Regions from separate parts of the Mus musculus genome. Here all the other regions are linked to region 1. A link is a contact called in public HiChIP or PLAC-seq and promoter capture Hi-C data. All regions are on one chromosome and are shown on one strand. The core of a region is the stretch at or near the end of the contact, and the rest is flanking DNA. Distances in the headings are between cores, read along the strand shown. Region 1 holds the start of Rps21 (ribosomal protein S21). Region 2 holds the start of Ppp1r3d (protein phosphatase 1, regulatory subunit 3D). Region 3 holds the start of Polr3k (polymerase (RNA) III (DNA directed) polypeptide K). Region 4 holds the start of Tcea2 (transcription elongation factor A (SII), 2). Region 5 holds the start of Zfp512b (zinc finger protein 512B). Region 6 holds the start of Dnajc5 (DnaJ heat shock protein family (Hsp40) member C5). Region 7 holds the start of Rtel1 (regulator of telomere elongation helicase 1).

Evidence for each region. Promoter capture Hi-C pulls out the DNA fragments that hold promoters and counts their contacts. HiChIP or PLAC-seq counts read pairs in DNA pulled down with a chosen protein or histone mark.
Region 2: a promoter capture Hi-C map of hippocampal neurons shows a contact between it and region 1, with 4 times the contacts expected there. The contact joins the promoter of Ppp1r3d here to the promoter of Rps21 in region 1. A contact is called at or near these places in 4 of 39 promoter capture datasets (the 3T3-L1 cell line, 3T3-L1-derived adipocytes, embryonic stem cells and 1 more) and 1 of 115 datasets of contacts at active chromatin or transcription factors (astrocytes).
Region 3: a promoter capture Hi-C map of pre-B cells shows a contact between it and region 1, with 2.9 times the contacts expected there. The contact joins the promoter of Polr3k here to the promoter of Rps21 in region 1. A contact is called at or near these places in 2 of 39 promoter capture datasets (the C10 cell line and pre-B cells).
Region 4: a contact with region 1 is called in a promoter capture Hi-C map of pre-B cells, with 5 times the contacts expected there. The contact joins the promoter of Tcea2 here to the promoter of Rps21 in region 1.
Region 5: a contact with region 1 is called in an H3K27ac HiChIP or PLAC-seq map of double positive thymocytes, with 7 times the contacts expected there. The contact joins the promoter of Zfp512b here to the promoter of Rps21 in region 1. A contact is called at or near these places in 1 of 39 promoter capture datasets (pre-B cells) and 2 of 115 datasets of contacts at active chromatin or transcription factors (double positive thymocytes and microglia).
Region 6: an H3K27ac HiChIP or PLAC-seq map of embryonic stem cells shows a contact between it and region 1, with 5 times the contacts expected there. The contact joins the promoter of Dnajc5 here to the promoter of Rps21 in region 1. A contact is called at or near these places in 1 of 39 promoter capture datasets (pre-B cells) and 2 of 115 datasets of contacts at active chromatin or transcription factors (embryonic stem cells and extraembryonic endoderm stem cells).
Region 7: an H3K27ac HiChIP or PLAC-seq map of embryonic stem cells shows a contact between it and region 1, with 4 times the contacts expected there. The contact joins the promoter of Rtel1 here to the promoter of Rps21 in region 1.

The regions. Positions count from the first base shown.
Region 1 is chr2:180,255,245-180,259,052 of GRCm38.p6, forward strand. Rps21 (ribosomal protein S21) reads left to right here and starts at 2,135. Exons shown (of 6, transcript NM_025587.2): 1 at 2,135-2,203; 2 at 2,377-2,439; 3 at 2,544-2,607; 4 at 2,742-2,813; 5 at 2,986-3,041; 6 at 3,134-3,200. The coding sequence starts at 2,390. The coding sequence ends at 3,143. It overlaps Cables2 (CDK5 and Abl enzyme substrate 2), which reads right to left. Exons shown (of 10, transcript NM_145851.2): 10 at 3,295-3,808. Mir3091 (microRNA 3091) reads left to right here and starts at 2,292; the gene lies at 2,292-2,367.
Region 2 is chr2:178,412,266-178,416,073 of GRCm38.p6, forward strand. Ppp1r3d (protein phosphatase 1, regulatory subunit 3D) reads right to left here and starts at 2,198. Exons shown (of 1, transcript NM_001085501.2): 1 at 1-2,198. The coding sequence starts at 1,942. The coding sequence ends at 1,103. It overlaps Fam217b (family with sequence similarity 217, member B), which reads left to right and starts at 2,269. Exons shown (of 4, transcript NM_001081289.1): 1 at 2,269-2,443.
Region 3 is chr2:181,862,634-181,866,441 of GRCm38.p6, forward strand. Polr3k (polymerase (RNA) III (DNA directed) polypeptide K) reads left to right here and starts at 1,727. Exons shown (of 3, transcript NM_025901.3): 1 at 1,727-1,936; 2 at 3,313-3,400. The coding sequence starts at 1,826.
Region 4 is chr2:181,678,481-181,682,288 of GRCm38.p6, forward strand. Tcea2 (transcription elongation factor A (SII), 2) reads left to right here and starts at 1,817. Exons shown (of 10, transcript NM_009326.3): 1 at 1,817-1,995. The coding sequence starts at 1,927.
Region 5 is chr2:181,590,530-181,594,337 of GRCm38.p6, forward strand. It overlaps Zfp512b (zinc finger protein 512B), which reads right to left and starts at 1,932. Exons shown (of 17, transcript NM_001164597.1): 1 at 1,892-1,932; 2 at 331-456; 3 at 1-83. The coding sequence starts at 454.
Region 6 is chr2:181,518,859-181,522,666 of GRCm38.p6, forward strand. It overlaps Dnajc5 (DnaJ heat shock protein family (Hsp40) member C5), which reads left to right and starts at 1,627. Exons shown (of 5, transcript NM_016775.3): 1 at 1,627-1,839.
Region 7 is chr2:181,317,681-181,321,488 of GRCm38.p6, forward strand. Rtel1 (regulator of telomere elongation helicase 1) reads left to right here and starts at 2,044. Exons shown (of 34, transcript NM_001001882.3): 1 at 2,044-2,176; 2 at 3,126-3,377. The coding sequence starts at 3,276.

The DNA.
Region 1 (3,808 bases), core at 885-3,384:
TTACCATGTTAGGTGGGCTCTGGGCATTGTTTTTGGCAGTTACCACAGGCTAGACCTTTCTGAACATTCTGCCTAGCATCATTTGCATTAAGCTTTTCTACTTGACTCCAGTCCCAGCCCTTTCAAGGAGTGCTGAATTTGCAGAGTGGAGTTTACTAAGATTTCTGGGGCTTCCTTTTGGCCATGCTCTCCTTCCTGGCACATCGGCTGCTTCATCTGTGGCCACTAAGGAGGCCTTGAGGGTTCAATTCAATATGCACGGATGCAGCCAGAGCAGCTGCAGATCTCAAAACTAAAACCACCCCTGTCCACATGCCTTATGGATGATATGAACAGTGATTTTCCTAAGGTCAGAGGCTCTGGTATCCTCACTTCTTTTCTTTTTTCTTTTTCTTTTTTGGTTTTTCGAGACAGGGTTTCTCTGTATAGCCCTGGCTGTCCTGGAACTCACTGTGTAGACCAGGCTGTCCTCGAACTCAGGCAGGCTGTCCGCCTGCCTCTGCCTCCCGAGTGCTGGGATTAAAGGCGTGCGCCACCACGCCCAGCTAGCCTTGCCCTTCTAGCCCATTCCTTTTGCCTTGCTTAAAAAAAAAAAAAAAAAAAAAAAAAAAAAACCACGATAGATTCCATTCTTAAAGTTAGCCACCAAACTCTACTCCCTTATATGGTCACTTCCTCCTCGTGAGGCTGACTACCAAAGTCCAGCTATTAAAAGTCCTATCCAATCAAAATACACCACTGTGCAGCCCGGTCTAGCATGGAACCCCCCTTTTCTCTTATTAAAAGTTACACCTGCAAGGTCATTTGCTTGTGTTTTTCTGACCAAGTAGAAAACAGCCACTTTAACTCCTCTTCCCCACCCCCATTTAAAGGAGCTCTCTGTGAAAACAGGTGCTTGGGTAAGGTGTCTGTGCCTAATCTGAAAGATAACCCCTGCTGCGCGGGAATTTATTATTTTTTTCAAAACAGGGTTTCTCTGTGTAGCCCTGGCTGTCCTGGAGCTCACTGTGTAGACCAGGCTGGCCTGGAACTCAGAAATCTGCCTGCCTCTGCCTCCCGAGTGCTGGGATTAAAGGCGTGCGCCACCACGCCCTGCGCGGGAACTCTTAATGCATACATGACTACTGGTTTCCAGGTGTGAGGAGGAAAGTGTAGCCTCGGTTTCACCAGACCCCGTGACAGACAGTCTTGGAAGGTGATCACCAGTCAGTGTGCACATGGCAGGGAGGTTCTCCCCAAGACCATGTAACTGGGTGTATGTCCCAGCTCCAGACTGCAGCTCCAGTCCCAGAGAGATATCAGGCATAAAGTTCTACAGATGAGTGAGCAGTGGATTCACTCACGGAGAAATGTAATCTCAGGAGAGTCGTCAACAGCGTGGGCAGTCTTGTGTCCGGGCTGCTCTCTGACCTCGTAAACAAAGAGGCTTACTGAGCATTATGGTGACTGTGGTCTGGGAACTTTCCTTTTTCGAGACGGGAACTCAGTGTAGTCCAGAGTGGCCTCAAATAGATAATCCACCTGCCTCGGCATCCCGAATGCTGAGATTAAAGGCGTGCACTCTCAGGCCAGACTCACTTCCCTAGGCGTGTGGACCGGGTGGCGGCTGGAGCCAGAGGAGTAGGGCAGGGCCTGGGGCGAGGAGGGGCAGGATGGCAAGGACGCAGGGTGAGTAGGGGGTTCTTGAAGAGAATGAATGTGCAGCGGAAAGCCAGCGGTCCAGCTCATTTGATCCAACCTCAGTTTCCTCTTCGGAGGATTGGTCTTCCCGTTCCCGCCTCCCTCCGCCACGCTCGTTCCCCTCCCAGGCTCTGGCGGCGCCTCAGGTCGGTGGAGTCAGGGATCCAGCAGCGGCTGGGCTCCCTCTGACAAGCTAGCCTCGAGGGCGGCTGGAAGACAAGCCAAGTCCAACCTCTCCAGCGGAGGACGGAGGGGCTGGACTCCGCAATGGAGGCGGGGCCTGAGGAAGAAGGCATGTCTTGGCTGGAGGCGGAGACAGGGACCGATGCCTGTGCTTTGTGCGGAAAGAGCCAGGCTTTCTTTGCACCGGAAGCGGAAGTTAAAACACACAAACAGGCCTCCGGTATGGTGGATACGAGTACCCTGACCCGGAAGCACTTACCGAGGACCCGCCCTCCTGCCCAATAGTGCTGCGGAGGCACGAGCTACTTCCTTTCTGCGCTCTCGCTGGACAAGTGAGCAGGTAGGCCTCGGTGCGGGCTGTGTGCGAGCGGGGCCGGGCTGGGCCGGGCTGGGCGCAGTTGGGGAGGTCGCGGTCACATGGCCGAGAGTGCTTGCGGGCCATGGGTCTGGTTGGGCCCGCAGACTCGGAGTGCGGGCCTGACCAGTCTCAAGACCTGCGTGGTAACTCTGCAGGGACGGCCTCAGGATGCAGAACGACGCCGGCGAGTTTGTGGACCTGTACGTGCCGCGGAAATGGTGAGCATCTGCGGGCCCGTCATTCTCGCGCCCGCTTTCCCCGCTCCCATTCATCCACTGTTCTTTTGCGACCTATTAAACGCACTGTGCATCTCTTTACCCAGCTCCGCAAGCAACCGCATCATTGCTGCCAAGGACCACGCGTCCATCCAGATGAACGTGGCCGAGGTGAGCTGGGAACCTGACGGTTCCTGAGGGAAGGAATTACGAGGCCCTCAGGCCTCAGCCTGGCTCTTGGTGTGTTTACTAACATCGGGGTGAGGTCGAATCTTCCAACCTCTTTTTTTTTTTTTTTAACCCAGGTTGATAGGACCACAGGCCGGTTTAATGGCCAGTTTAAAACCTATGGCATCTGCGGGGCCATTCGCAGGATGGTGAGTTCTACCACCTGGTCTGCCTTGTACTGTTCATGTGACATCTGAGCTCTGATGGTGGTGTCCTTTTCTTCCTGTGGGAATGGTTTTGGGCTTAATAGTGCATGCTCTGCCTGCTAAGCAGGGAGCCAGCTCTGTGTGGATACTCAGGTATTTATTTTTAATTTTAAAGGGCGAGTCAGATGATTCTATTCTCCGATTGGCTAAGGCTGATGGAATTGTCTCAAAGTAAGTGTGGGGGACAATCTCACATTGGGGTTGAGTGGCTTGGGACTTCCCAAGAGATACAGCTTTTAATACTACTTTTTCCCCTTTGTTAGGAACTTTTGAGCAGAAGAAATCGGGAATTTGTTACAAATAAAAGTTTTAAGTACCTGTGACAGTTAAGTCTGCTTTTGCTGTTTTTACTATGTAGGGCTGGTGTTTTTATTGTGACCAGAAAAGGGCCGCACACTTACCTGAAAGGAGACAAGCAAGGAAGTATGTTGCAAAAACCAGTTTTACTTTAACAAAAACATTTTAACACCTTCCATTCATAACCTACTGGACATACACCACATTCTGAGGTCTGACACAGCTGTGTCCTGTTGAGCGCTGCGGGTGCAGCACCAGGTCTGTGGCATTGGGTCACAGTCCAGCTGGACACCATGGATATACCTCAGATTTCTGGACTCAGTCTATAGGACTCTGTTTAGCCCGTGTTTGGTTTAAGGGTTGGCTTTAACAGTGCTCAATACCACAAACCAGCAGCTCTTAGCGAAGCTTAGGAAGGACTAACAGCAGACCAGCTTGGTAAAATGAATACACCTTACTACATCTAGAAGCTTAAATAACATTTATCCCATCAGTCAGCCATATATATCTAAGTTCATTTAAAAAAAAAATGATGGGGCTGCCCTGAAGATAACCTGTTTGCAGGAACGACTTATTGCACCTAAAGATGCTCTGAGAACGTGGCATGCTTACACCAGCATAAGCATGGACAGGCTAAAACG
Region 2 (3,808 bases), core at 948-3,447, 1.8 Mb before region 1:
ACAAAGAATGAAGTGGTATCTGTTAAACCTGACATAACAAATTTAAAACACATTAGGAGAATAAAAATCCACGAGCTGTTTTTCCTCCAGTACCTTGGCTAATTCTGAGAACCACCCAGGTTCATTTGGAAGCTGACTTCTAAAATATGAATCCTGGAATCTTTCCATACTTAGAAATAAAAATGTTGCTTCTTTCGTGGAAAAAGGTCCCCGGGAAGGACATGCCTGCCTGAATCCCTGTGGCCACTTGAAAACGTAAAATACTTAAGGCAAGATCTTTTTAAAGGCTCAGGTAGTTTCAAAATATATATATATTTATATATGCCCTGCTAACAAGCAGACCCAGAACCAGACCAGTAGAAGACAAATGTGTGAACAGGCAGTCCCTGAAGAGAAAGGGCTATCTGGGCTAAGTTGCATGGTTGGAAGCTTTTCTGTCCACTCCTCCCCAGCTGTTGATGTGGGAGGCATCGCCTAACCAGGGCAGCCTCGAAGCCCAGAAATGGTTGTGTGATGACAGATGAGCTGCAAGTTCCTTCGCTATTAATAGTTTCTACTGTTGGAAGGCTACAGACATTGGCAAGCAAACATGGTCTCAGATTTTCACCGTCCCAGGGCAGAAATGCCTCGAGGGACCATAATGCAGGCCACACTGTGTATCTGTACAATTATTACGGTGGGTGAAAACAGATAGCAGGCCTCCTCTAAGCTGATTAGAGTATTCCTGAGAAAGCATTCTCCATGGGTGGAAGTCTAACTTCACAATAATAAATAACAGCTACTTATATTCAGACACATAGAGGAGACATGCAAAAGGCCTTTCTTGCAAAACACTGACCTGGGTCCTACTGAAATTAAGGACCACAATCCCGTGCATCTGCCCCCCCCCCCAACAACGTGTTACACAGGCTGACCGCCAGGCTCTCAAGAGAATTCACTACAAGACAGGCCAGGCTACCGCCGCAGGGCTTCACAGTGAAAAATTAGGCCAGACCACTAGGAAGGAAGGCTGGGATGGGAGATGGCCGCTCAGAGAGCTGCACTGGTGGGGAAGTGTCTGCAGGTCTGCAGAGATGGAAGCTCCTGGTTCACAGCCCGCAGCTCAGATGAAGTGAATCCAGCTCTCCTCGCACTCCCCGCGTGGCATGTGCAAGGCATGACTGCGACAAGTAAGGCTATAGTCGCGACCATCATTGTTGTCCCAGTACTCAGCACCAGCTACGCCATAGCGCAGTGCGAAGTGTACCTGGGAGCCGAGCTCCAGCAGGAAGGGAGGCACTGGAAAGCCGAAGGCGAAGATGTCCTCGGTACCTTCAGCACCTGCAGGTCCTCTCCAGCGCGCCACTGCCTCATGCGCACTGCGCCAGCCAGAGAAGGTGTAGCGCACCGTCACCTGCTTCTCGAAGGCCACGTTGCGCACGCGCACTGTGCCGCTGATGCCCAGGTCAGAGCAGGTGACACGTTCCAGGCACACAAGCTGGCGTGCCAGGCGTTCTCCGAAGCCTGGGGTTTCGATGGGCGGCGAGAAGTCGGGAACCAGGCACTGCAGCGTGAACTCCAGATCCTGGCTGCTGCAGCACAGGTCTGAGTTGATGGCTAGGCGCGACAACACGTGCAGCGGCACGGACGGATCGTCGCCTGCGTTAAACACCTTGACCTGCGCCAGCTCCAGGCCCAGCGCGTCAGCGAAGCGCACCCGGACCTGCCGGTTGCAGCCAGCTCCGCACGCGGCGCCCGGGGCTCCCGCAGCCTTGGCACGGCGCTCGGGGGAGGTGGGCAGCGAGCGCGAGCGTCGTTGGATGATGGGCCGCAGCCGAGGGTCGCAGCCCGGGGGTCTGCAGGGTCGTCGATCCATGTCCGAGAGGCAGCTGAGGCTCCGGGGCACGAGTTTCCGGGACCCCGGGGTCGAGGGCAGCGGGGCAGAACCAGAGCCTTTTGACATGGCCCAGCTGGGCGGGCGTCACCGCCGAGCCACTAGGCTTTAGGGCTTGACAGCCTCTGGAAGCCCCGAGGCACCGCACCCAACACGGAGACTGTGTTCGCGGCCTGGCCCTGGTCTCAGCGGCGGGCAGCCTCGAGCAGCGGGTGGCGCTATCCAAGGCGGCTTCCCGGGGCGTAGCGCCCTGCACGGTGTCGGCCGCTTCTCTCCTTCCTCTGAGCTCTTACGGGAAGGCCAGCAACCCCGCCGCCCAGACGCTCAGCCGCCCGCAACTTCTCCAAGCGCAACTTCCCGGCGCGCCCCCGGCGCGCCCCGCCCCTCGTGACGCCGCCCGCCGGTGCGTCCAGCCAGCGCGCCCGGCTGCCCCGCGTTCGCCCGGCTGCCCCGCGCAGCCCCACGCTGTCGGAACCGCGCGGCCCGCGACCACCCCAGCCCCCACCCTTCCGCCGCAGCGCAGCCGCCGCCCCCGGGAACCTCGTCACGTGTGTTCAGGCTGCGGAGCAGGTCTGCTGGGTTTCCTTGGTGCGTGTGCCTGCGCACTGCACCCATCCATCAGCGATGGTGTCTACAGCAGTCTAGGACGTGCTGGGTGCCAGCTGCGGGTGGGGGCGGGACAGAGCCCAGCCAAGGTTGGCCTGGCGCGAGCTGGCCCTGGGACTGTGGTGAGCGGCCAGCCAGCCAGCTCTGGCCACCTTTCTCCAGCAACCTGGATCAGTGGCCAGACCCAGAAAAGGTTGCTTCTGCGGGAAGCATCTTGCCCACACCTCCCCACCATGCTGTGCCTCCCCATTGGCCAGGAAGCCAGTTCCCTGGGGAGGTGCGGGGGGGGGGGAGGGGGGCGGGGGAAGATGCTGCTTCCCTTAGCTGGGCTTGCAGCCAGAGAGGAAGACTGGGAAAGGGGCTAATGCCCATGATGGATTGTGCAGCTGCCCTCTGGCTCTTGAGGAGCGTTTTGTAGCCAGAATCTCTTGAGCTTTAGTTTTGCTGCTATGCAAGCTGAAGCCATGTGCTCCACCCCCTCTCTGCCTTACCCACTCATGCATCCTGATTGCACAGCAGGTTTTTATTTCTCTGAAGAACTTCACATACACACACACACACACACACGACTATGTGTCAAGTGTGTCAGGTAGATGAGGAGCCAGGATGGCACTGCGCCTGGGTCAGACATGCTGTCATGGTTGGTTTCCCACTTAACAGCAGAAAGATCAGGGTAAGGAAGGAGGGTGGGCCAAGAATGTTTTCTCCATCTAAGTGGAATCAAGCCTGTTAGTTGTGGGGTAATTGACCATAAAAGGGCCTGTTATGATTTTTGTTATCTGTACATGCACACCTAAAAGTCTTACATAATTATGGTGGGAAAGCCCAGGGTTGGTTGAGAAAATTTCCCATGATCCCATCTATTTTCCATTTGACAGAGGCTGGGGAATTATGGGAGAAAAATGTTCGGTTTCCAGGTATGCTTTTTTCAACAGGCCCCTCCTAACGGGAACTATGACCACCTTTGGTCTGGGAACCTGCACTTCCTACTGAAACAGCATCTAACACATCATGGGTGTTAGTATACTGATGATCTTTGAAATTTTTTTAAAAATACACATGTGAGTGCAGGTGTTCTGGGAGGCCTGGGGAGGGTGCTGGCCTGGAACTGGAATTACAGATCCTAGTGAACCACCCACATAGTGCTGGAAGCTAAACTGGGGTCCTCTGGAGGATCAGTAGCTCTTGACTCTTGAGCCATCTCTCCAGCCCAGCACTGATGATTAGTGATCTGGTAGGACAGAGAAAACAGAAGAACTCAGGGATACCCTGCCCCTCCCCCTCTAGAGTTTTATCTCTGTGGGATGAGGTGCCTCGTGTACAGTCTGT
Region 3 (3,808 bases), core at 477-2,976, 1.6 Mb after region 1:
CACTGAGTGAATCTTCTAGCCCAAAGTTCCAAAGTCCTTCCACAGTCCTCCCCAAAACATGGTCAGGCTGTCACAGGAATACCCCACTCTGCTGGTACCAATTTGCCTTAGTCAGGGTTTCTATTCCTGCACAAACATCATGACCAAGAAGCAAATTGGGGAGGAAAGGGTTTATTTGCCTTACATTTCCACACTGCCGTTCATCACCAAGGAAGTCAGGACTGGAACTCAAGCAGGTCAGGAAGCAGGAGCTGATGCAGAAGCCATGGAGGGATGCTCTTTACTGGCTTGCTTCCCCTGGCTTGCTCAGCCTGCTCTCTTATAGAACCAAGACTACCAGCCCAGAGATGGTCCCACCCACAAGGGGCCTTTCCCCCTTGATCACTAATTGAGAAAATGCCTTACAGTTGGATCTCATGGAGGCATTTCCCCAACTGAAGCTCCTTTTTCTGTGATAACTCCAGCTGTGTCAGGTTGACACAAAACTAGCCATAAATATTTGGCTTACATGTCAAGAGTCCATTGTTTAGGGGAGTCAATGCAGGAACTTGCTGCAGAAACAGAAGCCATTACCATGGTGGGATGCTGCTTACTGGTTTGCTCCTCATGATTTACTCAGATTCTCAGATTGCTTTTTTCTCTCTCTCCATTTTGTTCTTAGACTTACTTAAGTGTATGAGGGTTTTTGTTTGTTTGTTTTTTTTTTTTTTTGAATGCTTGTTCGTGCACCAAAGACGTGCTTGGTGCCTACGGAGGTCAGAAGAGGGCATTGGATTCTCAGGAACTGGAGGTTATGGACGTTTGTGAGCTACCATATTGGTGCTGGGAATTAAACCAGTGTTCACTATAAGAACAAGCAACAGCTGAACTATCTCTTCAGCCCCATCATTCTGCTTTCTTATATCACCCAGGACCACTGGCTTGGTGGTGACACCGCCCCCAATGGGCTAGACCCTCTCCTACCAATTTTAACTCAAGAAAATGCCCCCAGAGACTTATTTACTGGTCAATTTATGGTGACATTTTCACAATTGGGGTTCCTCTCCCTGGATATTTAGTTTGTGTATAGTTAAAGCAAACAGAAAACAACACACACATACATGTGCATGTTGCAGAATGACTGCAGAGGATTAAAGAGGCAAGGAGTTTCAAAGAAATCTGAGAAGCCAGAGCTGGGAAATATAAATGTCTATAGGAAATGAGATAAAAGAGTCAGCTGGACGTCTGTGAAAAGGAGCTGCTGGTATTTGTTACCTGCAGGGTTGAGTCTAGCTGTGTAAGTGAAAGGGCAGAATGAAACTAGGTGAAGAAATGGCCAGATGGAGGAATGGCAGGTCCAGATAGGATATCGTACGTCAGTCAGACAGCAGTTGAGACGTAGTATTAACAATGGGGACAGTGTTCCTGGGACATTTGGTTATTTTCTGTCCGTTCCGGATGAGAATATTGCGGAGCAGCATGATCCTCCTGTAACACGTCCATGGCTCGGAGTGCGGCAAGTGTCTCCTCATCACCCAGAACCTCTCACCTGGGTACTCTGGTGGTGCCAGCATTATCGGTCCAGTCCTCTTGGCGTTTCAGCTAGGGAGACGTGTGCACACGCGCAGAAACGACAGGGCTGGGCGTGCAGGCAGCATGCTATTGGCTGGATGGGAAAGGATTATCTGCGGTGACCAATGGAGTGTGCGAGGCTGCCCGCCGCAGTGCCTACTGGGAACGTCTTGAGGATCCCGGGTTGCCAGTTACGGAGCAAGTGAGACGGCTTTTGATTGGGCGCCTGCACCACGGAAGCGCCAGACAGAAGCGAGGTGTGGAAGCTGGCAGTATGCTGTTGTTCTGCCCGGGCTGCGGGAACGGACTCATTGTGGAGGAGGGGCAGCGTTGCCATCGCTTCGCCTGCAACACTTGCCCCTACGTCCATAATATCACCCGTAAGGTAAGTTCCACAGACGGGTGCCTTCTCTGCTTTCTGGGAGGCACAGCAAGCGTCGGCGCGCTCAGACCTTCCTGCAGGCTTTTGTGCTCTCGCTGCGGTGGTACCCCAAGTCCAGCAGTCGCTGCTCCAGTGGCGTCGCTCCGGCCACGTCGAAGCCCCCCCACCCCCCTCTAGCTCTCCGTTGCCCACTTTGTGATACTCCGAAAATTGTGAGAATTTTAGTTCATACCTTTTAAACCTACACTCCCCTCGTGCTGTCCTTGGCGTACCAGTCCGCGCCTCGCCTCTGATTTGAAATCCTTGGGTTCTTCTTGTGGCTCTTTTGCTCCCAGCCCCTGTCGTTATTCTAGAGAATCTTCACCATGTACGCAGTACTGTTAGGTCCTTCCTTTTGCCCGAGTCATTCTTACACAGGCACATATCACACTTATTCATTCTCCGCCTTACCCCCTACCCCCGTGTATGTGTGCATGTATGCGTCTCTGTTTCCCTCTTCCTTTCTCTCTCCCTCTCCTCTTTTAAAATAATGGCTACCTTATTTAGATTCCTGCCCTTCTGGCTGTTTGTGCATGTCTATAATTTTAGCACTTGGAGAGGCTGCGGCAGGAGAATAGGTTCAAGGCTCACCTGGGCTGCATAGCACATAGACACGCACACACACGCACGCACAGGCACAGGAAACAAACCAAACCCCAGCACTTTCAGTTTATCCACATTCCTTTTATATTTTTCACAGAATGCATTGCCTTCTAATATTTTATATCCTTGTTGCTATTTTGTGTGTGTGGTGCTTGTGTTGGAGCCCAGAAAGCTGTATTTCTAGCCCTTGGTGTTTTGTGTACCCTTCAACTCTTGTTTTGTTCCTCCTTACCTCAGTGACTGCAGGTGTGCACCACTGGGCCTTGGTGACATCTCATTCTTAATGTTTGCTCATTAGAGCTGTATGGTAGGAGTTTAGAGTCTGGATTTGTGGTAAGATGAGTTGTGACATAATTTCGAAATTAGAAGGATGCCTGATAAACTTAGGAAAGCAGCCAAAATGACCTGGGGAGTGCTGGTATACCCAGTTAAATGTCTGTCACTCCTGTTGGATTATTAGGTGTCTGAGGGGTATGAGAGAAGAGTGAGGTTTTACTAGGCTGATTTTTCTTCCTGCTCTGTCTGGTGTTTCCTTCTGTTTCTAGAGACCTTTGACATTGAACCTCTGTGCTGTTTTGGGGGACATCCCAGTCACAAGACCCCTACATTTCAGTGACTCACACTGCTCTTTGAAGAAGATAAATTTTGTAGAGGGAATGCTGGAGGGAGATTGTAGTTTGGTGGCCCACTTGTAAAACTGTACAATTACTTCAAATCTGATGTCTTGTTTCTATTAGGTAACAAACCGAAAGTATCCAAAGCTAAAAGAAGTGGACGACGTGCTTGGTGGAGCAGCTGCATGGGAGAATGTGGACTCTACTGCAGGTGAGGATTTTCCCATAACAGAGCTAGGGACTCAACCCTGCTTATTATTACTCGTTATTATATTTAATAATAATAAATTTATTATTATAATGTAACCCTGTCTGTTATTAGGGCCAGTGAGATGGCTCAGCAGGTAAAAGCACTTGTTGCCAAACCTGTTAGATTCTTGGAGCCCAGAGAGTAGAAGAGAGCTGACTGATGGAAACTTTTTTTTTGTGACTCTGTACCATCCACCACACACACACACACACACACACACACACACGTACGTACGTGTAAGTGTAAAAGAATTTAAGAAGATGTAAATAACAAAGTAATGACAAATAGCTAGTGTTTGTCACTAACTCTAAACAAGGTTTTACATTTTTGTTGCTGTTTGATTTTGTTTTTTGAGACATGGTTTCTCTG
Region 4 (3,808 bases), core at 567-3,066, 1.4 Mb after region 1:
TAAAGCTCTGAAAGTCAGCAAGGTGTATGGGGGTGGGGTGAGGTGGGGGAGAATCTGGGGTGGGAGGTGACTTTTCTGATCAAGGGCCAGAAGGTTCGATTTGGAGCTCTTGTAGGATCTGGGATCAGGACTTTTTGTTTCTGAAACATGTCTCTCATATACATATCTGAGGATAACCTTCAACTTCTGGCCTTCCTGTCTCTATCACCCAAGTGCTGAGTGAACAGGCACGTACCTGTGATGCCTGGTTTGTATGCAGTACGGTGGATTGAACCCAGGGCTTCCTACATGCTAAACAAAATACTATCAACTGCGCTTTCTAAAGTTGGAATTTTCTAAGGTTGCAATGTGGAAATATCTGGCTGGTGAGTACCAACCCCACAAGTAAGGACCCCTCAGGATTGAACACACCTTTGATCTGGCTTCTTGTGACATAGCTCCCCTGCTGGTGATCTACTGGATTTTCCTCAGGAAAGAGCCTGTTCTTGAGCAGATCTGTGGGTGGCTCCTGCCACCTACAGGCTGCTGTTGCTCATCATTGGGACCAGTCAGAGCTGGGACTACTCAGTAGGCAGTCCCTTGATGGGGTCAAGTCATCAGCCAAACACAGCATGGCTGAAGGTCCTGTGGTTCTCTTACTGCCTGTCTTGTGGTAGGGTCCTGAAAGCATTAATTCAGTACTCAAACACAGGGTTCCCTTTCCCAGAATTTTTGTTGTTGTTGTTGGGTTTAGCTTAGAGCAAGGGCCCAGCTCTCAGTAAAGGGCAGAATGAGAGGTGGTATGAAACTAGAGAGCTGGGTTCAGCCATCACTGCACCTCTGGAAAAGCTTTGTTGCCTTCAAGAAGTTCCATGCCTTTTTCTTATGGTAAAGATGTCATAACTGATTAAAACGGTCAGCTTAGGTCATTTGTGTATGTCATTTGCACTCTGGCCTCCTGGGTACAAAAAAATTCAGATTGACTTTTAGTACCAGCACACCTGCCACCATGTATAGGACAGAAGAAGAGCAGAGCACCATTCTCCCTTTCCTGGACGTGGTTAGGGTCTTCCTGAGGTAATGCCTCAGTAGCGGATTGCCTCAGTACCCTGCCCTGTTCTCAGTGTAAAATATGAATCGGAGGCTCCTGATCGCAGCCTCTGTCATTGTCACTTCACAGGTTGGGAGACTGAGACGTACAACAATGTGCAGAACTTGGGGTTTATACCGTTAGGTTGACTTCAGAACCTGAATAGTTCTCCCCACTCCCACCCCCCACCCCCGAGACAGGGTTTCTCTGTGTAACCCTGAATGTATTGGAACTAGCTCTGTAGACCAGGCTGACCTTGAACTCACAGGGATCTGCTTGACTCTCTATCTCTCGAGTGCAGGGATTAAAAAGGCATGAGCCTACATTGCTTGGCTAAAGCCTGAATTCTTGCGGAGAAACCGTTTCAGAGTCCCGGCCACCTGCGCAGCGCCAAGAAAGCCCCCAAACTCGGCTTGGTACCAAGTGAAGTGTGTGGAGTGAGCTGAGTGACTCTCGGAAGTGGAGGCGATCTAAGTGCACTAGTGAAGGCGCGACCGGCCGCCAGGGCAAGCTGCTCAGATGGGTTGAATTAAAGACCTGAGCGCAGTAGGGTTGTCCTTCTCCCTCCTCTAGGTCCTCCCTCCCCCTGGCATTCGGTGGGCACGTGGGGCCGTGGTCCGGCGGAGATACCTGCGGAACTACCTTTTCCAGCGGGCAATCAGGCCGCAGGCCGCAGGCCGCGCAGTCGTCTGGGAGTTGTGGTCCCGGGGGCGGGGACTCTTTTTTTTTTTTTTTTTTTTTAATTCTGTCGCACGCGGCCGCCAGGCGGAGGTTTGGACCGCGGATCTAGGCGGCGGCGGCGGCCGAGGTCAGGCCGGGCGGCGCAACCGGCACAACCCGCCGCCACCGAGGTAGTGATGGGCAAGGAGGAAGAGATTGCTCGTATCGCCCGGAGGCTGGACAAAATGGTGACCAGGAAGAACGCGGTGAGGGGCGCGGGCCGCCAGGACCCTGGGGCCCCGCTCCGCGGAGACCGTCTGAGCCTACCCTCGGGCAGAGTGATACCTAGCCCAGTCAGTCGAGACCCCTTGCCCAGGCCCGCCCTCCACCCTGTCCTGGGACTGCCGCTTCGCAATGGACGCCGCGTTGACCGAAAGCTACCCTCTGTTCGTCGCCCAGCGGTGGCCGCGGGCGTCCCTGGCCCAGCCGTTGTCTCCCCTGTCTGCCCCCCACCCTTCAGCACCAGGTTTCTCTTAATAAATTTTTCCCCTGCTTAGTCAGGCCTCAGGCAACAGCAAGTCGGTTTGGGCAGACAGTTGAGCCTGTGGCGTTGAGACCCCTGGCCAGTGTGGGCTTGGCAGTCCAGCCTGCCTTCCGACCATGGTCACCTGCGTAGCCTTTGAGGAGCATCCTTAGGGGATGATGGCACCTGCAATCTTGCCTTCCGTGGGTGGGAAGGGACTTAGGAGGTGGCTTTAAGACTGAGTGACTCTAGAGCATCCGCAGCACCGCTCTGAGGGCAGCCCAGATAGTGGCTGAGTCATGAGTCTGTACAGCCTCCCCAGGACTGTGCTTGAAGTAGAAGGCTGCAGGACAGCTTTTGGGGATGAGCAGGATTGCTCTAGGGGTTGGAGGGCTGGGGTCTAAAACAGGAAGTAGGTTAAGTGCCCACATAAGCCTTTACACTGGAAACAGAACCCACTTTGCAATCATCTGGGCTACAGAGGCCCTGCTGGAGCTTCTTTCCGGTAAGAGAAAGCACAAATGACAAACTTGGAACTAAGGGTGGCAGAGATAGGATGGGAATCCAAAGGGAGACCCAGTAAGGATGGAAGGCCACAGATAGGACTGTACAGTTGAGAAGGGAACCTGCAGAGGTTCCAGTAGTCCTTGAGAGAGGCTCCTTGGAACAGCTGATGGTTTATCTGGGTTTTCATTATGGGAGTGCAGGGCTATTGTGGATGCATGCCCCTGGCTCCAAGGATCAGGTCTTCTTAGCAAAGTCAGCCACCTCAGGGCTGATTGGTGTACAGCTTACTAACTTAGGGCCATGAAACAAGGCTGCAGCCTGAGCAGATAAGTCACACAGATTGAAGGGTCAGCCCCAGCCCCTACCACGGCTGGATGGGTTGGTTTTCTCTGCCTCTTTGTGGCATATAAAGACAAATGAGCTCATAGTGGAAACTTGGAGGACAGCAAACACAATAGTGTTGGGTGTTAGAAGAAAAGGCTGTCTCAGTTGTAGGAAGGAGGTGTTTGAATATAACCTGGAAGTGGTAAAGAGAAGAGCAGCCTTAAGCAGAGTGAGGTTTAAGGTAGGAACCAGAGGAGCCTGCCTACCCTTGAGGTTCAAAGAACAGAGCTTAGGCAGAGGAAGAAAATCAGGGTTTTCTGTTACAGTACCTAGGAGGAGGGTGGTGACCAGTCTGGAAAAGAGATAAAAAGTGAGACTATGGGATTTGTAGGTGCTGGCTTTAAGAAAAACTTCCCTTTGTATATTTAATTTTATTTATTTTACATTTGTTATCTCGGTGAGTGTGTAAGTATGAGGACAACCCCTGGAAATTGGTTATCTCCTCCCACCATTTGGGCTCTGGAGATTGAACTTAGGTTGTACAGCTTGTTGGCACCTTTATCTGCTGAGTCAACTCACCTGCCCACCCCTTTGATAGTGGGTATTGAACCCAGGGCCTTAACTTACCAAGTGAGAGCTTTATCACAGCTGTGTCTACACAGCCCTCTCTTTACTTTGTTTTAAGACAAGGTCTCATTAAGATGCCCATGCTAATCTTGAATTCA
Region 5 (3,808 bases), core at 682-3,181, 1.3 Mb after region 1:
CTTGTCACTGGCTGAGTTTCCAGGGTCAAAGCAGAGTGGGGCCTGGCTAGGCACTGTATGTCCACTGTGGACCACTGGCATCCCTATAGTACAGGAGACAGTAAGGCTCAGTGGTTGCCCAATATCACCGACCCCCAAGGGCGGTGGCCCAGACTGAGTCTTGGCTCACCCAGATAAAGGCCCAGTGGCTGGAGTTAACCCAGGACAAGAGCATGGCTACAATAAGGCTGACAATCTCCACCCCACAAAGGTCCTCAGGATACCCAAGGAGGTAACTCTACCACTGGCTATCTGTATCCTCTAGAACTGATTTCTGCCTTAGCTCCTCACCTAGCTTTGGTGGGTCCTGCAACAAGGGAAGTTGGGCCTCCTTCCGGCTGCCTCCCTTTCCAGGTCCACTTTTGCTGGATCCTTGAAGCCGACGGCCTCCTCCAACACAAAAGGATTCAGTCATCTCTGCAGAGTAAGTACACAGACCTATGAGACGAACAGGCTCAACCCAGGACTTTCACTGGGGCTATCCTAGAGGCCCTCAATATGTCTCTCTAGCCCTGACCTCCTATATTGATCACATCAAAAAGCAAGTAATGGAAGCTTCTAACTTAGAGAAGGGGGTTTGCCCAGACAAGGTCTTTCTAAATAACCCAGAAGACATGAGAAGTGTAGAAAGAGCCAAGACTCTTACTACATTTGACACCCTCACCTACACCCTCATCTAGACACACAAAGACCAAAGGCTGCTGAGGATCAGCCTGTCTTCAGAGGGTCCACGCAATTGAAGAAGACTGATAATATTCCTCATAGGGGACAATTAACACTAGTAATGGTTGCTGGCTCACAGGCAGCCACATCACCACACCTCAGGGATAGCTTCTCCTCAGAGTCCTGGCCCCTGCCATCTAGATACACAATACTAACCTACTCAGATAAGAGCCCTTGAAGACCTCTCTCTAGGCAAAGAAGCCAATATGGGTCCTGAAGGCCCATGTCCCCACCACATGCACTCATCCCTCTGGTTGGTAAAGTGAAGATCCACTAGAAATACACTTTAGTCCCATGCTGAGCTATCCTACCTGCCTGCCTTCTCAGCCTTCTGTGCAGACAGGGCCCCTCCACCCAGATGAATACACCACATCAGACCCTCAGCCACCACAGCCTAGGCAGCCACCATTTCTTCTTATTTTCAATAGCTTCTAGGTTCCCTGCCTAGGAAGCCACTTCAGCTAAACAAGTTATAGTCAATACTGGCAAGCAGAGGCTATAGAGTATGCATGCTGCTGCCCTGGGGTTGGGCCTCTGGGGACTGTTCTGCTTGCAGCATCACATACCCTGAAAACCGAGGAAGGCTCTAAGCATAGAATGGTGAGGCCTCGCAGAGGCACCCAAAGCCACAGAAGGGGGCGGTACCAAAGAGCAAGGTTCAAGCAGGTGAGTCCTCTCCTAACAGTTTTTGATCAACTCAAATCAGAGGGGATGTGTAGGGGCTGCGTTATCCAGGAGGTCTAAGGTCAATCACCGTTCATTGCCAAGGACAACACCCCCATCCTGGGCCTAGGGGAGGGGAGGGGAGGGGAGGGGGGGTCTGAAGTCAACTAAAGTTCTCTGGATGTCCTCGTTTTGCAGCTTCATAAGGAAATGAGTTATCCAGAACCCCGATTACATTTGAGGTCCGGGTTATACGGCCTGCTGCAACCTTCTAGTCTTTCAGAGTTAGGGGTAAGGCCTGGCCGCCGGAGTAGGAAGAAAACCCCTCCTCCACCTGGGGTCCCTGCGATCTCCCTTGTAGCCTCCAGGGAGGAGGGCGCTGCCGCGGACGCAGGCCACTCCGCCCGGCCCCGGACGAGCGCAGCCAAGAGGCGCACCTGGAGGCCCGTGGCCACCCACCTGTCACCTGAGGCCGGACGCGGGCTGCAGCCTGGCCCGGAAGCGCCGACCGCGGGGGGGCGAAGGCAGTGAACCAAAATGGCGACTTTTTCTGGAGGAGGAGGCGGGAGGACGGCGCCGACGCGGGGAGCGGGGCGCGGCGCGGGTCCGGGCGCGGCGGGGAGGCGGGCTGGGCACAGGGCTGGTGCGGGGCGCGTGTGGCGCCGGGGCCGCGGTAAAGCGGGCAGGGCCGGCGCTTACCTGCAGCGCCCAAGGGGTGCGGCCGGGCCAGGCCGGAGCCAGAGCCGGGCCGGGGCGCGGGGCGCGGGGCGCGGGGTCCGGGCGGCGCACACTCCGCGCCGTGCTGCGCACATGCGCGCTCCCGCCCCTCCTACCTTTGACAGTTTTACTGCGGGGGGGAGGGGGGCGAACTCTCGCGGTATTCACGCGGCCGCCGCTGCGGGGAAGGGGCCGGTGGGGCCGTTCCGCCGCTCCGGGCAGTGCGGTCCGTGGCCCAGGTGGTCCTGGCCTCCAGGGCCGAGCGATCGGTCACGCGTGCCTTGGGCAAGAGTCGCTTTGTGGACAGTCCAGTAAACTGAGGCACGTCAGGAACTCTGGACACTACCGCAAATCCTGCCTGACGGATTAAGCAACCGGTGTGGTTGCGCTGGCTGAAGTAGATCCTATGAAGGGTTATAGGACATCTGTAGGCTGTCAGGGGGCACCTCAGCCTCTATCTGTCCCTTAGGCCACCTTAATCTAGACACGAAGACCGATAGGCCTTATTGCGGTCACTGGCTATTGAATCAACTTCTCCCTTCTTTGTGAACAGTGTGGTCCTAGACCAACAGCCAGTAAGTATCTAACTTCTCTGGCCCCGAGCCTGGGCTGCTAGTGTAAGATCTAGGGGGTGGGTGGGAGGATGACAGCACAGCCCACACAACTTGGAAATAAATGAGGCAGAGAAATAAACACCCTTTTGACAGACTAGGAAGGGGAAATAAATGAGGCAGAGAAATAAACACCCTTTTGACAGACTAGGAAGGGCCAACTGGCTGATAAGGAGGTAGAATGCAAAGCCTGGGGCTCCACAGGAGCACTCAATAGGGAAGGGAAAAATTCAGCTTTCATTTGAGTCATAATACTGTTACATGTTCTCAGCCATGCCCACTGTTTTTTTTTTTTTTTAAGATTTATTTATGTTATGTATGTGAGTACACTGTAGCTGTCTTCAGACACATCAGAAGAGGGCATCAGATCCCATTACACATGGTTGTGAGCCACTATGTGGTTGCTGGGAATTGAACTGAGGACCTCTGGAAGAGCAGTCTGCGCTCTTAACCACTGAGCCATCTCTCCAGCCCCCCCCCCCCACTGTTTTTTCTAAAACAACTTTTCACTATGTAGCCCTTTGTAGACCAGGCCAGCATCAAACTCAGAGATCTGCCCGTCTCTGCCTCCCATATGCTGGGATTAAAGACGTCTTTTACCTTTTGTGAGTCTCCCAGGATGTGGAACATCAGACTGTTGGTGGGGATCAGTGTGCACACAAAGGTGTGTTCAACTTTCCCTGTGTAAGTCTGAGTTTTCACAAGTGTGATATACCAATGCCCATAGGTTATTACATGTCTAAGTGACCATGTGTTATCAGGTGGTAGTCATATATGGGCATCATGATGTAGGTGAGGGCACTACATTCCCTGAAGCTGTGAACTGCCTGAAGAGGGTGCTGGAAACTCAATTCTGCAAGAACAGCAACTGTGTTCTCTCTCTCTCTAGCCCCACCTCCCTGCAATTTTTCTTTATGTGTGTATCTAAGTGTCAAGACATTTTGCAATGCACTTATGTGCACCATGGGTTATGTCATGTCTAGTGTTAGTGATTATGTATTGTATTTATGCACTTGGGTAATTATATCTGTGCATATGGGGATGTTATAAATCTT
Region 6 (3,808 bases), core at 377-2,876, 1.3 Mb after region 1:
GATTGGAATTTATTTAATGCGTTATGGGAGGCCTTAAGTATTATCTGCTTTGTTTTTGAAAGCTGACTTGAAGACAGACAGCAATAGTGGCACATATATCTTGTTGGTTAACCAACAGCTGTTTAATTGGACTTTATGCCTGCTCAATAAGAGAGAAATCACGCCTGATCCTGGAAACCTAGGCGACTATCTGGGGCTAGTGAAGTCATGGATCACGTTGCTAAACCAGCATAGTCCCTAATTACATCCTAAATACTCATCCCTACACCTATAGGTTAAGTGTAGTTCTCACTCTTCATCAAGGAAAACATCTTCTCCAGATAGAGATCATTACAGAAATTGAAACTGATCAGAATGCAGATTGGTGGAGCCCAGTCCCCACAGATAGAACTCCACCACAAGTCCTGAACTTAAGGCTCAGAGATCATTGTGGAAGAAGGGGAGGAAAAGCTGCAACAACCAGAGGACCAGACAGTTCGCTCTAAGATTTATCTCCTTAAAATGTCAGAGAAGCTACATCCGTGAAGTAACATAACCAACATGGCTGCCTAACTGACCTGAGCAAGGACAACATCAGCTAAGCATGGTGTAAGGGAGAAAGCGCACAGGGCCTCAATCCTAGCTAACTAAGGAATTCTGAGAGCTGGAGAAATAATCAGTTTTAGGGAAGAACATAGAAATTGGTTTTCCCATAGCAAATGATCAGCCTTGAAAACATATACCTACTTAACATACAGACTGAATAGGCTGTATTTATATATTTAGGAGCTATATCACAACAAAGAAGAGGCTATGAATTTGAAAGGGTGAGTGTGTGTGTGTGTGTGTGTGTGTGAATATGAGAGGTTTGGAGAGAGGCAGGGGAAAAATGATGTAATTATAATCCAAAAAGATTATAAGAAAAAATGGTGGGCAGGCAAGAATGAAAGTAAAGCTGTAGGAACACTGGCCAGGAAGATTGGTAGCTCTGGAATAAAAAAGCACAGCACTTGAAATTGTTTGTTACAGCGTAAGTAGGCAAGGGTCACTAGGTTTATTACTTAGTAAGTGAACAGAGTGAACAAGGATTGTATGAGACAGAGTGGGAAGAAAAGTCCTTAACCGTCCACGCATATCATTGCAGACGATTCCTAAAGGATCGCTAAATAATGGCGGTTGATTTTTCAGTGACTGGGAAGAAAGGCAGGAAAGTCTTTTCTGGGTGGTCTCCAGGGATGAACGAAAATGTCAGTCCCAAGGCAGTACCTTGAGACGAAAATGAAGGTCTCCCTCTCTAGTTTTTTGGTAAGTAGTAATAAATTTTTTGAGGCTTATATGAAGCACTGAGCAAACAACTGGAAGAAGAGCAGTTTTACTCGCGGAGTGCCACTTGCCTGCCTTCCAGAGGCGAACCCGCAAGCCTAGGCCTTGCCTCTGCTCCCGGGCTGTAGCTTCCGGCTTAGTAGCTGCAGGCTCCGCCCACCACCTTAACCCTTCCCGGTGATCGTCAACTGGGGCGCAACCTTTCGGGGACCGAGTTCTACCGGAGCTCCGGAGCTTTCGTGCGGCGCTGCCACATTGGCTCCGACTATGGGCGGGGCCTCAGTGTTGGGTTCTAGGCGCTTGCGCAGCCAGCTCTGACCTGCCAGAACACACGTCTTTTTCCGGGGGCGCGCGTGCCAGTGAGTGAGCGTGCGCGTTCTTGCTGCCGCCAGTGTTGCTTCCGCCGTCCTCTGCCGCTGCTACGGCTGTCGCCGCCCGGGATCCTCAGGCCGAGCAGTAGGCCGGCCGGCTGCCCACCACTGCCCCGGGACGGAAAGCGGAGCCGCGGAACCGGTGGACCGGCGGGCGTGCCGACAGGTGAGCTCACTCTCCAGTGGCTCTCAAATTAGGTGGGGCCGCGGGGTTCAAGCTGCCGGAGCCGGGCAAAGGGGAGGGGAAGTGGGGCGAGGGCGCCGCAGCAGGAGGTGAAAGCTGCCCGCAGCGGAAATGGCGGCGACCCTCAGCAGCGGCGGCGAGCCCGGCCCTGGGCACCACTAGGCCCTGCTCGACCTTGCGCACGGCGGGGCGGCGCGGAGACGAGGCTTTCCGGGCCAACTCCGGTTCGCACGCGCGGCCGCCTCCGCGGCTCCCGGAACGCAGAAACTGGTGTGTAGGGAGGCGGGCAGTAAAGGCTCCGAGGCTTGTTCACATTCTGGGACGCAGAAATTGCCTTATAGTTGTAAATTTCAAAGGCATTTGATGTATAAAAAAACCCCTAGTTTATATACCTAGGGACGACATTTTAAGAGGCGATTTTGTGTCGTGCTCTTTGGGGAGAGAATTAGGGACTCATTCGTTTAGGCTCCAACTTGTGTTATATGGCTGGATTAAAGACTTGTTTTTCCTTGTGTCTAGGAGATGATTTCTCCGAATTCATTAAGTGCATCTTCGGAAAAATAATGCAAAAGGTAGCTTTAATTTGTTTTCAGATTGGACTTTGGGGAAATTGGGTCGCCGTTTGTTGGACGCTCAGCTGATCATTCATCCTTTATAGGCAGTGTGTCTCAATTGCTAGTGGTTTGTCTGTTTAAACATCAAAACGCTACTTAATAACACAAAGAATTATATTGTCCCATATATTGTCGTGGTTGCCTAAAGACAAAACTCTAATCGTAGGATAATTTTGTTCATTTATTTGCTTTCTTTAAGGAAAGCGTGATCTGTTAGGTGACATTAAAAGCCAGGACTTTCCGCAGTTTCTAACTTAATATGTGTTACGAATCTGTTACCTGTATCAGTATTTTCATACTTAGGCTGGCCCTGTGTGTGTGGACCGCAAGTGTGGAGCCAGTGGAGCCTCTAAATTCGTTCGGGTTTGGGAACAGGGTACCTGCCCTTGGATTCTTTAAGCACCGTGCCGCACAATCTCTTTGCCCCAGCAGCCTCCTTGCTAGTCTCTTAACCAATTTAAGTGCTCAACCCTTGACATTTTTTTCATGACCACTCTCATGTTCCTGTTATGTGAGATATCCTTCGTTTCTACTCCTCTGTTATTCCACTGTGTACTGCTGTAACTAGTCTACTGTCGAATGTTAGACTCTCTGCTTTACTTTTCCCCTCCTTGCTTAATTGTATACAGCACTTGACTCTTCGTTTACTGTGTTAACATATTTAACATTGTTTTTTAGTTAAGGTTTTGTTTTGTTTAGGATAGTCAGATAGTATGTGCCCAGTAAATACTTACGGAATGAATGGAAATGAGTTTAGTAGCAGCTAGGCTATTACCCTTTCACCAGGAAGCCAATTAGTGAGTAGTGAGCGCTTAAGAATCACCAGGCTTCTGTATCCTCAAGGACAGAGCCACCAACTTTCCCCTGCCCTTTGGGGGTGGGAGGGGGGCAGTCAGTTAAGAGAAAGGGCTTATACTTTCCTGTAAAATCACTTTACAACTTTTGGGGGGTGGGGCAGGAGGAGGATTGGTTTTTCAAGACTAGGTTTCTCTCTGGCTTGCCCTGATACTTGCTCTATGGACAGTGTGCACCATGGCCTTGAACTCAGAGATCCACCTGCCTCTGCCTTCCAAGTACTGGGCCTACAGGGGTGCGATACGATTATCAGCCAGCTCTGTAACTTTCGATTTGTGATTTTTCAGAGCTAAAAGCTTTTAAAAGATATGCTACTGGTTCAGTAAAAAGGCTCTTAGAAATTTTGTCTTTGGTTACTTGTCTCAGGACTTGAGGTGAAGGTGATATGAAGTCTTCCGATTCTTTAGTCATTGTGGAGAAGTTGTTTTTGTGAACAGGATCTTGCTATAGTTCAAGCTAACTTGCAAGTTGTGTTGCTCCTG
Region 7 (3,808 bases), core at 794-3,293, 1.1 Mb after region 1:
GCTGGCCTCGAACTCAGAAATCCACCTGCCTCTACCTCCTGAGTGCTGGGATTAAAGGCGTATGCCACCACGCCCGGCCATTAATATACTCTTGAACATAGCGGGAGTCCTTAGATTAATGTCTCTTTACTCAGTTCTTATTAGCCTGTTTTAGTTCCTTACTTTCTAGAAGATTTGCTATGACTAAGTCCTATAGCTAAGCGCAACATAGCTTTTCCCAAAATATTCCCACAACAGTCTTCATGGAAGTCTTTCCTGGCCTCTAGTCAGGGGAACCCTTTAATATAATTTCTCTTCTTTATACTTATCACAATCTTATGTGTGGTTGGTTTACATCTACCCTATAATTGAGATAGTGTTTTATTCACAGAGGAAAAAAAAAGTAGACAATGTAATAGTGAAAATAGAAAAGGATTTTTTTGTTTTGTTTTGGTTTTTTTCGAGACAGGGTTTCTCTGTATAGTCCTGGCTGTCCTGGAACTCACTTTGTAGACCAGGCTGGCCTCCAACTCAGATATTCTCCTGCCTCTGCCTCCCAAGTGCTGGGATCAAAGGCGTGTGCCACCACCGCCCAGCTAGGATTTTTTTTTTTCAATATGGCAACACTGGGCAGAGGAACAGTGAAGTCCAATTATCTCCCAAATGATCCTTACAGCTCTGATCCTTAGGTTTATTTGGATGATGTGTACATTACTATGCAGCCTTGGGTCCTAACCATCATCTCTAGCTTCAGTCTCTTTGCCACAGTGGTCTGACAAGTTGTCATAACTGCATAAAATCTTCTTCCCTAAGAAGAGTCCCTTCTCTGTCTGGTACCCCTCACTCTTTTCCTTCCTTTCCTGGGGAATTCCAATTTCTGGGGGGTCCATTGTTTAAATGGCCTGATAGTCAAAAGGAAGATCATATGCATCTCTTAGAATATATTCATTCCTTCCAGGATAGTTTCATTATAAGCTGGGCATGCTGCCTCAAAGCAACTACCTATGTGCTGTGAACTAGACTTGTCTTGATGTGAACCCAAGCAGCAGATGAATCAGCTCATGTCTCAGCTTCACTAGTAGCCCAGAAAGTTTTGCCTGGAATTGGTGCCATCCCAGTGTGTGTGGCCTCCTTCATCTTCAAATTCCCAATAAGAGATGAGGGTCTGAAGGAAATCTATAGGTTTGTCAGGGTGTTCTGTAAGTATGATCTCACATGCACAAGTATGGGCATTTCTGTGGGAAACTACCTGGGTATTAAAGAGAAGCTCTGAAACAAGTATCTATTAGTAGTGGAGAGCCAGCCACTGAAATGTCAATTTCTTTCTAATACCTATTGGGATTGCCTGAAATAAACAAACACCTCTGATGTCAGCACCGCCCTGAAGGACTTTGCAGCTCTCTCTTCCCTGGAGCTCCTTGTTGACTGTCAGCTAGTGCTAGGTGCTAGAGATTTAGAGGAACTCACCTGACAGCTAGCAGACACTGATTGGAAAATAAGCTGGACCCTGGGTGAGAGAGGAGGCAGTGAGAACTCTTAATGTGGGGTGGGGGTCTAGGTAAGATGCAGCCATTTGGATTTTATATACTCCAGCTGTGAAAAGATGCCTTTTGTGACTTGAGGTCAGTAACCACAAGAAAGCTTTAGATTTGTTTAGTTGTGCGGACAATGTAAGTGGCCTGGCCAAATGAACTAGTAGATTCCAGAAGATGGAGCTTATAATGCAAAAGTGGGGATGAGTGTCCGGGCGTGCACGCCTTTCATCCCAGCACTTGGAAGAGGCAGGTCAACCTGGTCTACAGAGTGAGCTCTAGGGCAATCAAGGCTACAGAGAGAAAACCTGTTTCGAAACAAACAAGCAAAAAGAGTGGGAGACAAGCGAGACTCTAGACGATATTAAGTGCTTTGGATAGAATACAGAGATGAGGCCAGGTCCACTGCACGAAGCCCCACCCCCCAGCCCCCAGCCCCCTGGCGTCCAGAGGCGAGGGAACCTGCTGACTCAGAAGTCGCGGAACCCGGTTTCCGCCCGGGTGCAAAGTAGCGGACCGGAAGGGAGGAAACGGAAGTGTAGCATTTAGGCGTGGCTACACGGATCTGCCCGCGAAGTTCCAATCAGCGGACTGCGGAGCACGCGGGATCCGTGTCTTTACAGTTGTTTGATACCGGACTTTGAAAGGCAGCCCTACCGAGACAAGTGAGCTGGGAGTCGCTTGACAGTTTTATCTGAGTGGATAGAGGTCATAGATCACGCACTCGCTAGTTCTGAAGTGCCGCGGTGCATTCTGGGTCCCGGGCTCTTGCTGCCAGTGTCTAGCTAGAGGCGCCTCCCTGGGCTAGTTCCAAGACGGCGGATAGATTTTCGCCTGTCAGTAGACTTGGAGGTCTGGAGAAGTTTAGTGACTTGCGGAGGGCTGAACAGATCATGATTCTGTTTTGCTACCTTTGTTTGGTTGGTTTTGGTTTTGCGTGTCAGGATGTCACTGTGTATTCCTGGCTGTCCTGGAACTCGCTCTGCAGACCATGCTGGTCTCGAACTCAGAGATCCATCTGTTTTTTCCTCCTGAGTGCTGGGAACTAAGGCTGGAGCACCACGCCCTGCCTGTTTTACTACTTTATTTGCATTCGGGTGCACACCTGGACCGAATGATGCATGACCCCAATCTTAAGAGCATCAAAGGTTGGAGACATTCCACGCTTTTGTGTTCAGGTCCAGGCCACAAGGGGATGCTCCTAGGTTCTTAGTCACAGACTTTTTGAAGAGTTGCAGGTAGAGTGCTGAAAATGTGCTTGTTTTGATAACTACATTGGGTTTTTGCTTTGCTTTGCTTTTCAGTCTAGGATGGAATTGGGTGAGCCAGGGGATCATCTTTAGATCTCTAAGCTCCTTTTTATTTTTTGAGACAGGGTCTACATAGCCCTGGCTGTCCTGGAACTCCCTGGACATGCTGGCTTCGAACTTAAGAGATACCCCTGCCTCTGCCTCCTGAGAGCTGAGATTAAAGGCGTGTGCCACCATGATAGGCTCTAAGCACCTTTTGATAGGGAAATAACAGATTTTCTGACCCTACAAGGACAGCTTCCTAAAATGATTGGTGTAATGGTCTGTGGCTACAAAGGCTGATTTCTTCTTATCTGTGTTGTAGGGAATTCTTACAGAGGGAAACCTGATGCCACATGCTGCCAACACTTACCTGGAGTGGCTGAAACACTGAGATGATCAGAGGGGTTTGTCTCACAGACCCAGACAGCCTGCATCTTGGCCTACCACCGTGTCTTCCTCAGTATAGGCTGATATGCCCAGGGTAGTCCTGAATGGTGTGACAGTGGATTTTCCTTTCCAGCCCTACCCATGCCAACAGGAATATATGACCAAGGTGCTAGAATGTCTCCAGAAGGTAAAGCTACAAAGCTCAAGACAGTAATTTAGAGAGGGGGCAATGAGGGCATACCTTCAGCAAACCCCTACTGTAGCCCTACCCTCATCCATTCCAGACTGGGTTTGTCTGCATTCTTTGGTTGGAGACTATAACAAGTGAACAAAAGAGATAGTTATAGAGAGGGATAACTTTGAGAATGTATTGCTGTCCTTTCTGAGTAGGTGGTGTTTGTGCTGGGTCTATTTGATAAGGAATGGGCTTAGGAGGCACATTTCTATGCAGAGGAGCAGGAATACCCAGCTTTCACCGTTTGGGGAAAATGTTTTGGAAAGTTTTTTTTTTCTTTTTAGATTTATTTATTGATTGTATGTAAGTACACTGTAGCTGTCTTCAGACACTCCAGAAGAGGGCATCAGATCTTGTTATGGACAGTTGTGGGCCACCATGTG